2 separate regions of the Neogale vison genome follow, and region 1 is linked to region 2. The links are chromatin contacts, called in public Hi-C maps. All regions are on one chromosome and are shown on one strand. Each heading gives the region's core, a stretch centred on a gene start, on an enhancer-like site or on the middle of the called end of the contact. The rest is flanking DNA. Distances are from core to core; before and after follow the strand shown.

The links. A called contact is a pair of places that touch in the nucleus more often than the background predicts.
Region 1: a Hi-C map of tongue shows a contact between it and region 2, with 10 times the contacts expected there. The contact joins the promoter of KLF10 here to the enhancer-like site in region 2. A contact is called at or near these places in 3 of 3 Hi-C or Micro-C datasets (fibroblasts, muscle and tongue).

Annotation. Positions count from the first base shown.
Region 1 is chr4:34,898,524-34,903,770 of ASM_NN_V1, forward strand. KLF10 (Krueppel-like factor 10) reads left to right here and starts at 2,839. Exons shown (of 4, transcript XM_044245180.1): 1 at 2,839-2,982. The coding sequence starts at 2,947.
Region 2 is chr4:34,776,416-34,781,757 of ASM_NN_V1, forward strand. No RefSeq gene overlaps it. Among named protein-coding and RNA genes, the nearest start is that of AZIN1, 46 kb to the left of the region's middle. Within about 2 kb of position 1,861, the one cell type or tissue checked has open chromatin away from gene starts, as enhancers often do. A contact at or near this core is called in fibroblasts, where this site is marked.

The DNA.
Region 1 (5,247 bases), core at 1,589-4,088, 120 kb after region 2:
TAATAATATATATAGAGAGACAGACGGACAGAGAGACCTGTCTTTGTCTTCCCGTCTAGGCTTTTTGAGAGCAGGGACCTGGACTTTTTTGTTCCTTCCAGTCGTCTGGGTACCTGGGTACCTGGTAGGTGTTCAGTAAATACCTGTTGAACGGACTGGATAAATGAGCAACACAGTATTTACTGAATGAGGACATGGCTTAGAGATGTGGAATTGTACCATATGTTTGAGGAACAGCAAGCCATTTGCTATGGCTTTGGGCAAGGGTATGTCTGGGTGGGAGAGGAGGTTGGAAGGGTGGGGAGACCGTACAGCTCTGAATGGAACAGCCTCTTATCTCCTAGGCAACAGGAGTCACAGATCCTTTTTTTAAGGAGGGAGTGTCATGATTGGATCGTGACTTTCAAAACACCACTCTAGTGGCTGTATGGAGAGTTTGGGCACTAAAAATCAGCTGGGGTGGAGTTGGAGTTTGGGTGGGGAGACTGCAGATTATTTAATCCAAGGGAGAGTTGATACTGAGTGACCAAGAGTTACAATCGAAGGACAGAAATGAAAAGTGAGGAAAAAGATATTTTAGAGGCAAAACTGTTGGGATCTAAGGACCAACGGGATCCAGGACTTTGAGGGAGAAGGTGAAGGCCAGATGGGAGATGATGAATCCATACAGGAAGGAACAGAAATGATTTTAGTTTTGGTAATGTTGAGTCTGAGGTGCCTGAGAACATCTTTCTCTGAATCTCTAGGAATTGTGCCACCACCACACTGTTCCTCCTACCCCTTTTCTCTTTTCTTTCCTGTTTTGAATCACTCCCACAAGCCATGAATGCTCCCTGCTTCTCAGCGTGCTAGGACATCATGCCAGCAGGCCCCACATTCCTGAAGAAGGGACTGGGTCCAGACCTGAGGGCTGGCTGGATGTGGCCACCCGAGGGGGCGGCTCCCTCACAGGAAGGAAGGCTGGCCTGTGGAGGGGGTGGCTCCCCGACAGGAAGGAAGGCTGGCCTGCTGGTTGGGCACAGAGGGGAGCTTCCACTACTGCAGCAGGTGCCCAGGGCCAGCTGCTCCAACCCCTCAGGCTCACATCAACAGGATGGGACAGCCCAGGCGGAAGGAAGCCTACAGGAAGGGACACCCCTGCAGACAGAGTTGGGGCATGGAGTGGAGGGGAGACAGGAAGAGCTGCCTGGGCTGCTGAGCTGGCGCCCCTCCAGCTGATTCAGGAGAGGCAGTGACAGAAGGCCATTCCATCCCCAGCCCTGGTCAGCTGTTATTATTACTGGTGTTGTTGGCTATCCTGGGCCTTGGCTAAGCCAGAAAGAAACACTGGAAGACGTTCATGGATTTGCCGGGTTCTAAAATGATTCCCTTCCTATGCTCATTCTGTGGTCATTGGGAAAGAAAGGTCACTTGCCTTAGCCTTTCAGTTAACGCGGAGAGACAAGACGGCTTGAGGAGGGACAGTGATTTGTGCCACGTGTTCAGCCTGTCCAAAGGAGATAAAATCTCCAGTTTGCTTTCAGCTGGGTTATCACTGCCCACCTCTCCCAACAACAGCTGCTGTGAACGGGCACGCAACGGCCAGAAGAGAACGAAAACAGACACGGGCTCCAAATCTGAGGCGCTGGCTCTCCTCCGACCCCCCAGGGAGTCAGAGATGGGGTGGTGGGGTAGAGGGGGTGTGGGTGGCGCCTTAGAGGGGGCGGTGTGCCTTTGACCAGGCGGGCATCCCCGCAGCAACCCCAACTCCAGGCGCGCTTGGGCGCGGGGCGGGCGCCGGGCAACCCTAGGAGACCCTTCCCGACGAGCAGTTTCCAGGCAGGCGCTTCCGGAGGCCTTGGCCCGGAGTGGGGATGGGGTCTACCTTTGAAACAGCCGGCAGACTGCAATTTAAAGTTTGCATCGAGCTCAAAACTCGATTCCGCAGCCGATCGTCCGCGCAACAGAAGGAAAAGAACTAGGGTCTATAGCCTCTCATCACCCCATTGGTCCAGTTCTCAAGGCTTCCTGCAGTCCCCACACCATTTTCTCGGCGGCCTGGAGGAAGGATGGGCGGGGAGGGCAGGGGCGGGCACTGCTGCCTGCAACGCAGAAGGGGAGGGCGAGTCCGCTCCGGTGGCCGGGGCGTGGGCGGGGGGCCCCCCCACAGAAGCAGGTGTCGGCTCAATGACAGGGCTCACCGCCCTGCCCTCCCCGCCTCCGTGCTCCCCACAGCTCAGCGAGGCAAAACCCAGTAAATGCTCGAGAAATGCAGCTCAGTCGGTCAGCGGGCTCTGCTTTCTTGCCAGACGCCTAAGAGGACGGCGCTTCCAAATGCAAATCTCTTGGCTCGGGCGCCTTGGCTAGCAGCCGCCGCCTCCCCCGCCCGGCTGCCCGGCGTCCCGCGCGGCGGGACAAGATGGGGCCCCGAGGAGAGGGGACGGGGCGGAGCGGGCATCCCTCCCCACCTCCCACGTGGGGCCGGCCCTCCGCAGGGCCTGGGCGCGCCGCCGCCGCGCCTCCGGGCTAGGCCCCCGCTCGCGGCACCGCCCCCTAGGCCGGAGCGGAGGACGGCAGGGGAGGGTGGGCGAGGGGTGGGGGGTGTCACTGAGTCAGGTGGCGTTGGGAGTTCCCTCGGGCTGGGCCGAGGGAACACGCTGCCGGGGATTGTGTACACGCTCCACTGACACAAGCTTCACGCTGCCGGGCAGCCGCTGATCACGCGTGGCCCCGGGAGCTCATTGGCCGACGCCTCACACACCTTTGTCGATGATTGGCCGGCCGCAGGCTCCGCCCCCACCCCCGCCCGCGGCGCGGGGCAGGCGGAGAGGCTACCTGAATGGGGAGGGGGCAGACGGCGCGGAGCGCGGCGGCGGCGGGAGCGGCGTCGAGTGTCTCCGGGCGTCCGTCTGTGGCCAAGCAGCAGAGCAGCCAGTCAGCTCGCGGCCGGCGGCCAGGCAGCCAACCATGCTCAACTTCGGCGCTTCTCTCCAGCAGGCTGCGGTAAGTCACCTGGGGATGCCCCAGTCCTTCCCTTCCTCGCTGCGTCTGAGGGGCCAGCCGGGGCACTAGCCCCGAGCCCTTGACATCAGCGGCGTCTGCTGCAGCGGAGTCCTGGGGGAGGAAGGGGCTTTCTGCCTGCACACTGGGTATTGGTGAGGGCGTGTGTGTCACGGAGTGGGTCAGGACAGGCGGATTGGGATCTACAGCCGAAGGGACCGGGGTCTTACTCAAGGTGTCATGAGGGGAAGGGGTAGCTCCGCTGGGAGACTTGAGGCAGTTGAGGGGGAGGATAACTGAAAGGGTGCGAGGAGGGGGCTGCTGCCCGGGCAGCGAGGACAGGGGAAGGTGTGGAAAGGGAAGGGGGGTGACAAGGGGGCTACCCTGCACCTGGCACCCGGGAGAGATGCCGCCGTCTGGATCAGGAATGCGACCCAGGGCGGGAGGGGGCTCCTTACTGGCATTTGAGGGGCGGGGTGTCCACAGGAGAGGAGAGGGGGCTGCCCCTTTCGGGGGTCTGAGCCGAGGCTTGTGGTACTGGGGCTGCTCAGCAGACAGCCGGGGCCGGGGGGAGGGGGCTCCCGGCGTGGGGGCGGAGGAGTGGCACGTGGGCCCCGGACCACCCGGGGGGACGAGGAGGTGCGCCCCCAGACGTCGGCTGGGGACTCCCCATCCCCCGCGGGAGCAAGTGGCCGCCTTCTGAGGACCCCCTCGGAGGGGGTAGGGAGATGCCTTGGGGATAGGAGGGTGGAAAGCGGGAGCCAGCAGCGGGGCGGGGGATGTGGGCGGGGGGAGCCGGGGCCGCGAGACGCGGGGGCCGCGTGTCGAGGCGGGAGCCGCGGGCCGTGGGGCCGCGCGTCTGGAGCCGGAGCCTGTGGGGGCTGCACGTCTGGGAACCCGTGGAGACTCGGCGGGCGGAGATGGAGCTGCCGGAAACCGCGGGGAGGGGGCGCAGCGTCTGCGGGAAAGACGGGGTGGTCTGAGGTCCTGCGGGCGGCGTGGGCGGGAAGCGCCGAGGGCTCGGCCGGATCCCCGGGGGCTGCGGCCGGGAGGAGGGCGGGGGCCGGGTTTCCGCGGGGACCCGGCTCCTCCTCTGGCAGCTGAGGCGGAGGCCGGGGGATGGGCCGGGAGCGGGTGCGCCCAGGGAGCTTCTCGTCCCGGAGTGACCCAGCCCCGGCCTCCGCCAGGGGCGGCAACGAGGCCCAGCCCCGCTGTCGGTTCCTAAGGGAACGGCGGATCTCCGGGAGCGGGGAGGGGCGGGCGCTCCCGGAGCCGGCGCCCGCGGCCCCGCCCCTCCCCGCGGGCTCGGGCGCGCACTGCCGGGCGGTTGGCGGCGGTGCCCGCGGCCCCTCCCCCGGGCCGGCGCGAGGGCGGGGGCCCGCGGGCTCAGGAAGTAGGTGAAAGGTGACGGCGCGGCAATTCCCAGTTCACGTTTCCTGCGCGGCCGGGAGCAGCCGCTGATCACGCTTTGTTCACATGCCTCGCCCCCTCCTCCCCCGCGCCCCCCGCCCTTCACGGTCCAGCCAATCCGGGCCCGAGCCGCCGGGCAGGCTGGCCAATGGCGGGGGCAGGGGCGCGGGGACGTGCGAGCGGCGAGGAATGTTCCCAGTGACTCACCCGCGAGCCTCATTGAGGTTAGGGCGGCCCCATCCGTCTGTCCCCGCCAGCGAGGATCTCCCCCGCCGTCCGCCCCCGCCCCTCGTCTGCCTCCCCCGCCCGTCCCTCCACCCGTTCTTCCCTTTCCTGCCTCGCGCCCCACTCCCTTTCCTCCCCTCCCCGCTTCTCTTCCTGCCCTTCCCAGCTCACACTCCCCTTCCCTGCTGGCCTGCCTTTTCTTTTCTTTCTTTTTTTTTTTTTTTGCATTGGCGTCTTGGGGCTTTTACACATACAGGCGCTGTCCGTTGCAGCTTACGTAAAGGGGCGCGCGATTATGCAATAGCCTTACTAGTGAAATTTCGAGAGCTGTGGCTCCTTTTCTGAGGATTTCAACATGAAGGGTGTATGCATTTTTTTTTTTTTAAACAAGCATTGAGAATAATACCTTGCAGCGTAAAGAATGCTTTTCGGTATTTTTACACGATCTCTACTTAGACCAAAAGAATGGGATCACATTAATGGATGATGGGAGGTGGTGGGTGGTACCATTTTTTTTTTTTTTTAAAGAGCAGTTCAAGGAACTTTAATATGAAGCATTAAACATTTGATAGAGGGAGCAATACAAATAAATGCCAAGCATGTGCTGTCATTCTTGTCATCAGTAATTTTAAA
Region 2 (5,342 bases), core at 611-3,110:
GAGTGCGGCCGGGTTACCGCTCCCATCCGCACTGGGTGGTCAGGCCTGCCTCTGCGACGCGGCGGGGGAGAGAACTTAGGGAGTCCGATCCAGACACAGTGGTTTCCCAGTGAGTGAGACTTCTGTCCAGCCTCAAGTTCCTAATCTGTAAAACGTAGCTTTCACACCGGGAATTTGGTGACACTCCCAAGGAGAGGTGCTGGGAGAATCCCAAGGGAGAACTGTCCATACCTAAAGGCAAGAAAGTGCCATCTAGGGGCGCCTCTCCCTCTGCTGTATTTCTCGAGACCGTGGGCAGTCTCTAGCTTGCCCTGATTTTGTCCAGGAAAGCCCTTGGCAATAAACACTGGTTACCTTCGTAGAGTTTCCTCTAACATGATGGGGATTCAAAGAAAGAAGAATGCACAGCATTTCAAGGACACTCTCCCCTTGGGTTTAATGTCCAATCTCTAGGATTAAGTGTGGCTTCTCTAAGGTTCTGGTTGCAAGGCTTAAGATAAAAAACACAAAATCCTAGGATATTAGAGCCAAAAGGCAGGGAGGCATTGCCCACTGCTTTTAACTGTTGGTCTTTCCAATTCCAACCCCCGCCCTGCCTCGATGTGACCGCTTCACCAAGTTACTGAATGTCTCTAAGCCTCAGTTTTCTCATCTGTCAAATGGGAGCAACGCTGCTGGTGGTGACAGGGTCAGGTGCCCAGGACGCATCTCCACCTTTCACAGACTCTCATGAGTCCTTTAGGCAACACTGTCATTTGTCAGGAAATTCTTCCTATAGTTCTGAATCCTCCCTGGGCTCAAGGCCATATTTCTTCTTCCTAGTCAGTCCAGGAAGGTTGGCTTGTTAATCCACGTCATTTCCCTTGCAGCAGGGAAGCCACTGCCAAGTTCTTCAGCCTGACCTTCCTAAGGCCTCAGATATGGCTTCAAGGTCCTCCTCCAAAGCCCTGGATTAGGGAGGTGGCAGTGGACAGACAGGGAAGGAGCTGTAAGGCAAAGATTTGGAGATTTCTCCTAAATTTGTGAAAGTCACTAGCAAAACACCTCCATTTTGCAGGTAAAAGAGGACCTGGAGGCCAGGTCCCCAATCTGTCCTAGCGCAGCCCTTCTCCACTTCTGAGGGCCAGGGATGCAGGAGCTGGTGCCGTCTCCACCGAGGCCCCCTGCCAGGCACGTGCAGTCCGTGGGAAATGCCTGTAGTTCTCACCGACTCCTGTTCTCCTGCCGGTGGGGCTTATGGTGGCTATCACTGGCTTGAAAGGCCAGTTGGCTCTTGGGAAGCAAACAGAAGCCTCACCCTCCCTTCCTGTTGGAAACTTTGGCCTCTGCTACACAGTGGATGCCTGGGAAACACATTTCAGCTCCAGCCTCAGGGAGTCCAACTGCTCCTGGAGATCTGCCAAGGCCGTGCTCAGGGTTTGCTGGAGTTAGAGAGTCTGAAGGCCAGGAGGCCCCACTCTGAGTGTGGGCCTGACCTGGACGCACACAGCGGTGACATCTGCATCAGGGCTGCTCATCCCTGGCAGCCCAGTGAAAGGATGCTGATGCCTGGGCTCCACCCCAGGCCGAAGAAGTCAGATTTAAGGGAGGGGGCCCACGCACCAAAATTTGTGTTTTGTAAAGCACCCCCAAGTAATTCTGCCCTGCTGCTGGGGTTGAGAAACCCTGAGGGAGACCTAAATAGATAATGAACAAAGGACAGAGGAGGAAAGTACTTGAAATCTGAACAAAAGAGGATTTGCATTAGACACCGACTAATAAAAGCCATCCAAGGCAGGGAGGCTCCTGCAGCTGTGACAGCAGGACTGCGGAATTCTTGGAAGGAATCCATCTGTCTGGGAACTGGCATGACGCAGTGCCCTGGGGCAGAGGGCGGAACCCTGTGGCTCCAGGTCCCTCTGGGCCACTGTGCCTGCTTCTGAGATCCACATCTGTCTGCTAGGCCAAGCTGCAGCTGCTCTTGGGAGCCTCAGCTTTTCCCGTCCAACTAGATTGCTTGCCATTCCCAGAACTCACCTCACTCTTCCCGCCTCTAGGTTTTGGTTCCAGGCATTTGTTTCTGTCTGGAATGTCCTTTCCGCATCTGTTCAAACCATTCCTCTTTAAGGTCCCTACCTTAAAGATGCCTAATGCCAGCTCCCCCAGGACCTCTGTATGTGCTTGTTACCCTTGTCCTCCTTCTGCACAAGGTGTGCCCCGTCTTTGCTTCCCTGGCCGGCTTGTATCTGCAGCGTGAGGACCAATAGACTCTTCTGGGCCTCCTCTTCCCCCACCTGTCTCTGGGGATGGGGAGCACCTGGGATAGAAGAGTCTCACGTATTTCTTGAATGCTAAAGAATTCGTCCCTGTTCCAGGACAGGGTGGACAGTCACGCAGAGAAATTCTCTCTGCTCATGCGCCTTCCTGAAGCTCTCTGGTCCCTCTGTTGCATCTCTGAGAGCACAGGGCCTTGTGGTTAGCCAGCAGTGACAGGAAAACGCCGGGGCCAGGCCTTGACCCAGCACGTGGGAGCTACAGCAGGGCAGAGGCCGCTAGAGAGGGGGGGCGGGTACCAAGAGTAAACCGGGACTGCGGGCGTCCTGGCCCTGGAAGCTGGTGCGGTCTCTTCCCAGACACACCGCAAGTCTTAAAGGGAGGGGGAAGAGCCCCGCGACCTCGGGAGCCCCCGAGGCCAGCGCTGGCGTCTGGGACCCGTCCTCTCCCGATAGCTGGGCGCGTGGGCGTGTGCGACACGGCCCGGGTCGGGGGAGCCTCCCGCGGCCCTCACCCCCACCTCACCCCGGCGGCGGCCCGCGAGGCACAGCACGACTGTGAAAGGGGGGCGGGTAGGGCCCTGACGCGGCGCGCCGGCTGCTGGGGGGCGGGGACTGGTTCCCTCCCCCGTGGCCTGTCGTCGGCCCCGCGCTTCAGGCGACCCCGGCAGCTGCCAGCCGGCCCCAGCGCCCCCTCCGCGGCCGCCTTCTTGGGGTTTTCCGGCTGCGTGCGCCTCAGACGACCTCGGCCGCCGCCCGCCAAGGGCCTCTCCCCTCCCCCACCCCCCAGCCTCCCGGGCGGAGCGGCAGGACTTTGTGATGAGTCAGCGGGAGCCCGGGAGCCTCCGGCCGCCCCGGGCATCTGCTCCGGTGACGCACCGTGACTCACGGGCGCCCGGGCCACCGCAGCCGCCGCCGCCGAGCGCGCCGCACAGCCCCCCGCCGCGGCCGGGCGCCCCCGGGCCGGCTGCCCCGCGCCTCCCCTCCCCTCCCCGCCCCCCGCTCCCGCCCGCTCTCCCCTGGCCCGGCTCCAAGCTGACATCAGACGCTGGCCGCCCGGCCACCCTCTGAGTCAACAGTTTCCGAAGCGGAGCCCGCTGCCAGGGGCGGAGAAAGCGCTGCCTCCGGGGGAGGCGGTGGGGGGGGGGAGCGGCCCGGGTCTGGCAGCCGCGGGAGGGCGGAGGTGGGTGGGGACGCGCGCCGCTCTTTACAAGAAGTCACGGTGGGGTGGGGGGGTAGGGGCGAAAGAGGGTGAAAACCACCCTGCGGTGCTGCGGGGGCGGGGAGGAAGCCTGCCGCCCCGGAGCCACGTGCTGAAGCCGGCGCTGGGTGGGTGGCGGCCGGCCCCCAGCCGCTCCCGGAAGGGGGGCTTGCTGAGAAAGGCCGCCGGGCAACTTGCGGGGGTGGGGGGGACCCCCGGGTGGACACCCTCGGCCCCGGGGCACGGTGTATCTTAAGTAGGAGGGCCAGTTCCCTTCGATGGGGGCAGCTCTGGCCCAGCCTGAAGAAATGCACTGCTTTAACTTAATCTCCTCCCCTGACCGCGGTGGGATGGAGTGGAGGCTGCAGACCACCGCCCCCCCTCCCCACCCCGCACTCTTCAGAGGGGATGTAGGCCCCAGAGTTTCCAGAACCTCAGTAAGTAGAGGGTGGGTGGCGGCTGAGTGAAGGCGTTGGTGGTAGGAGGATGGAAGGACGCTGCATAAAAAGAGGAAAGAAATAGTTTAAGAGCAGGTGATTTCTTACGACCTGAGAATTTAGGCCGAAGCCTCCTGAAGGCAGAAGATGGGCTTTTTGCAGGCAGTAATGAGACACGTGAAGGAGTCTGGGCCCTATTCAGTAACCACTTGGAGAAGCTGCATCCTGTGGTTCTAGGACGCTCAAGGAGGGCAAAAGCAACCTTTAAAAAGCACCCACCTGCAGTGGCCTAAGAGGCACCCCGAAGTTGCTTTGGCCCTGATAGGCTTCCCCGCCCTGTGGCTGACAGGAGGGAAGGCAGAGGAGCCAGGACAGCAGGGCAGCAGACAGTTTCTTCCACTCCTACCCCATCCCACCTCACCCCGCCATCCTGGGCCTTGTGTGGTGGTCGTTCCCAGAAGCTGGTGGGCGGCATCAGTGGCAGTTATTCTGGGAGCTAAGGCCAGGTGCCGGAGGGGGGCTGCGGCCGCCAGGATGAGCAAGACACAACTGTCCTTGGTGGGCCTCCAGCTGGATTTCATTCTCGGGCTCTTTCCGGGATTTAACTCGCTGTTCTTTCCAAAGCCACGGCTCAACAAGTGATGCCAGCCCGGGGAGGGGGGTGTCCGTGTCTCATCTTGCAGGCAGAAGTAGCACAACAGCTGGGTGAACAAAACCCGCCCGGATCTGTCCAGAGCTATTTGTCAGCACAGCCTCGACAGGGACCATGTGAGCTGCTTCTCGCCCCATATGACCCTCATTCCAGCTCACGTAGAGCGGGAGCTCCTGGCCCCCTTCTCCTTGGGCAGCCTTTTCCAGAGTGTGCGGGTGGGTGGCTCATCTCTGCCAATCCAGTCCAACTCAAAATAGCACTGAACCAGACTTCTGGGAAGCTCTGTGCTACAGGCCTCTGTAGAAAAGAGTTAAAAATGATCCTTTTGGGAAATCAAGGGGTGTAATTTGCTGAGATGGGTCAGGATGCAGAGGCCTGTGACATCGGAGGGCAGAAAGAGTGACCAGGGTTTGGGTATGGAAAGTGTTGGTGATGGAAGGTCCGGGGCCCTGTGTGGTTGCCCTTTGGGTAAGCTGGGGGGCTGGACCAGTGGAGATTATCTTGGGAGCCAAGGCCAGGTGCAGGAGGAGGGCTGTGACCGGATATTTAAGCCACAAACGCTGCCACCCCCAACTTCCACTTTTTTTTTTTTTTTCAGGCTGAGAACTGCCTTGGTAAGGGTTACCTTCTCTAGCATTTCACATTTTGATTTCTCATATTTCAGGTTTGGGCCCAGTTCAGTTGCCATCTTCTTTGGGAAGCTCCTTTCTCCTGCCCCACCGTCTGAGTGCACCCAGCCCATACATCCAAGTAACTCTTACTTCGCTTTGTATGGCCTCAGAGGTTTTGCTGAATTCAAC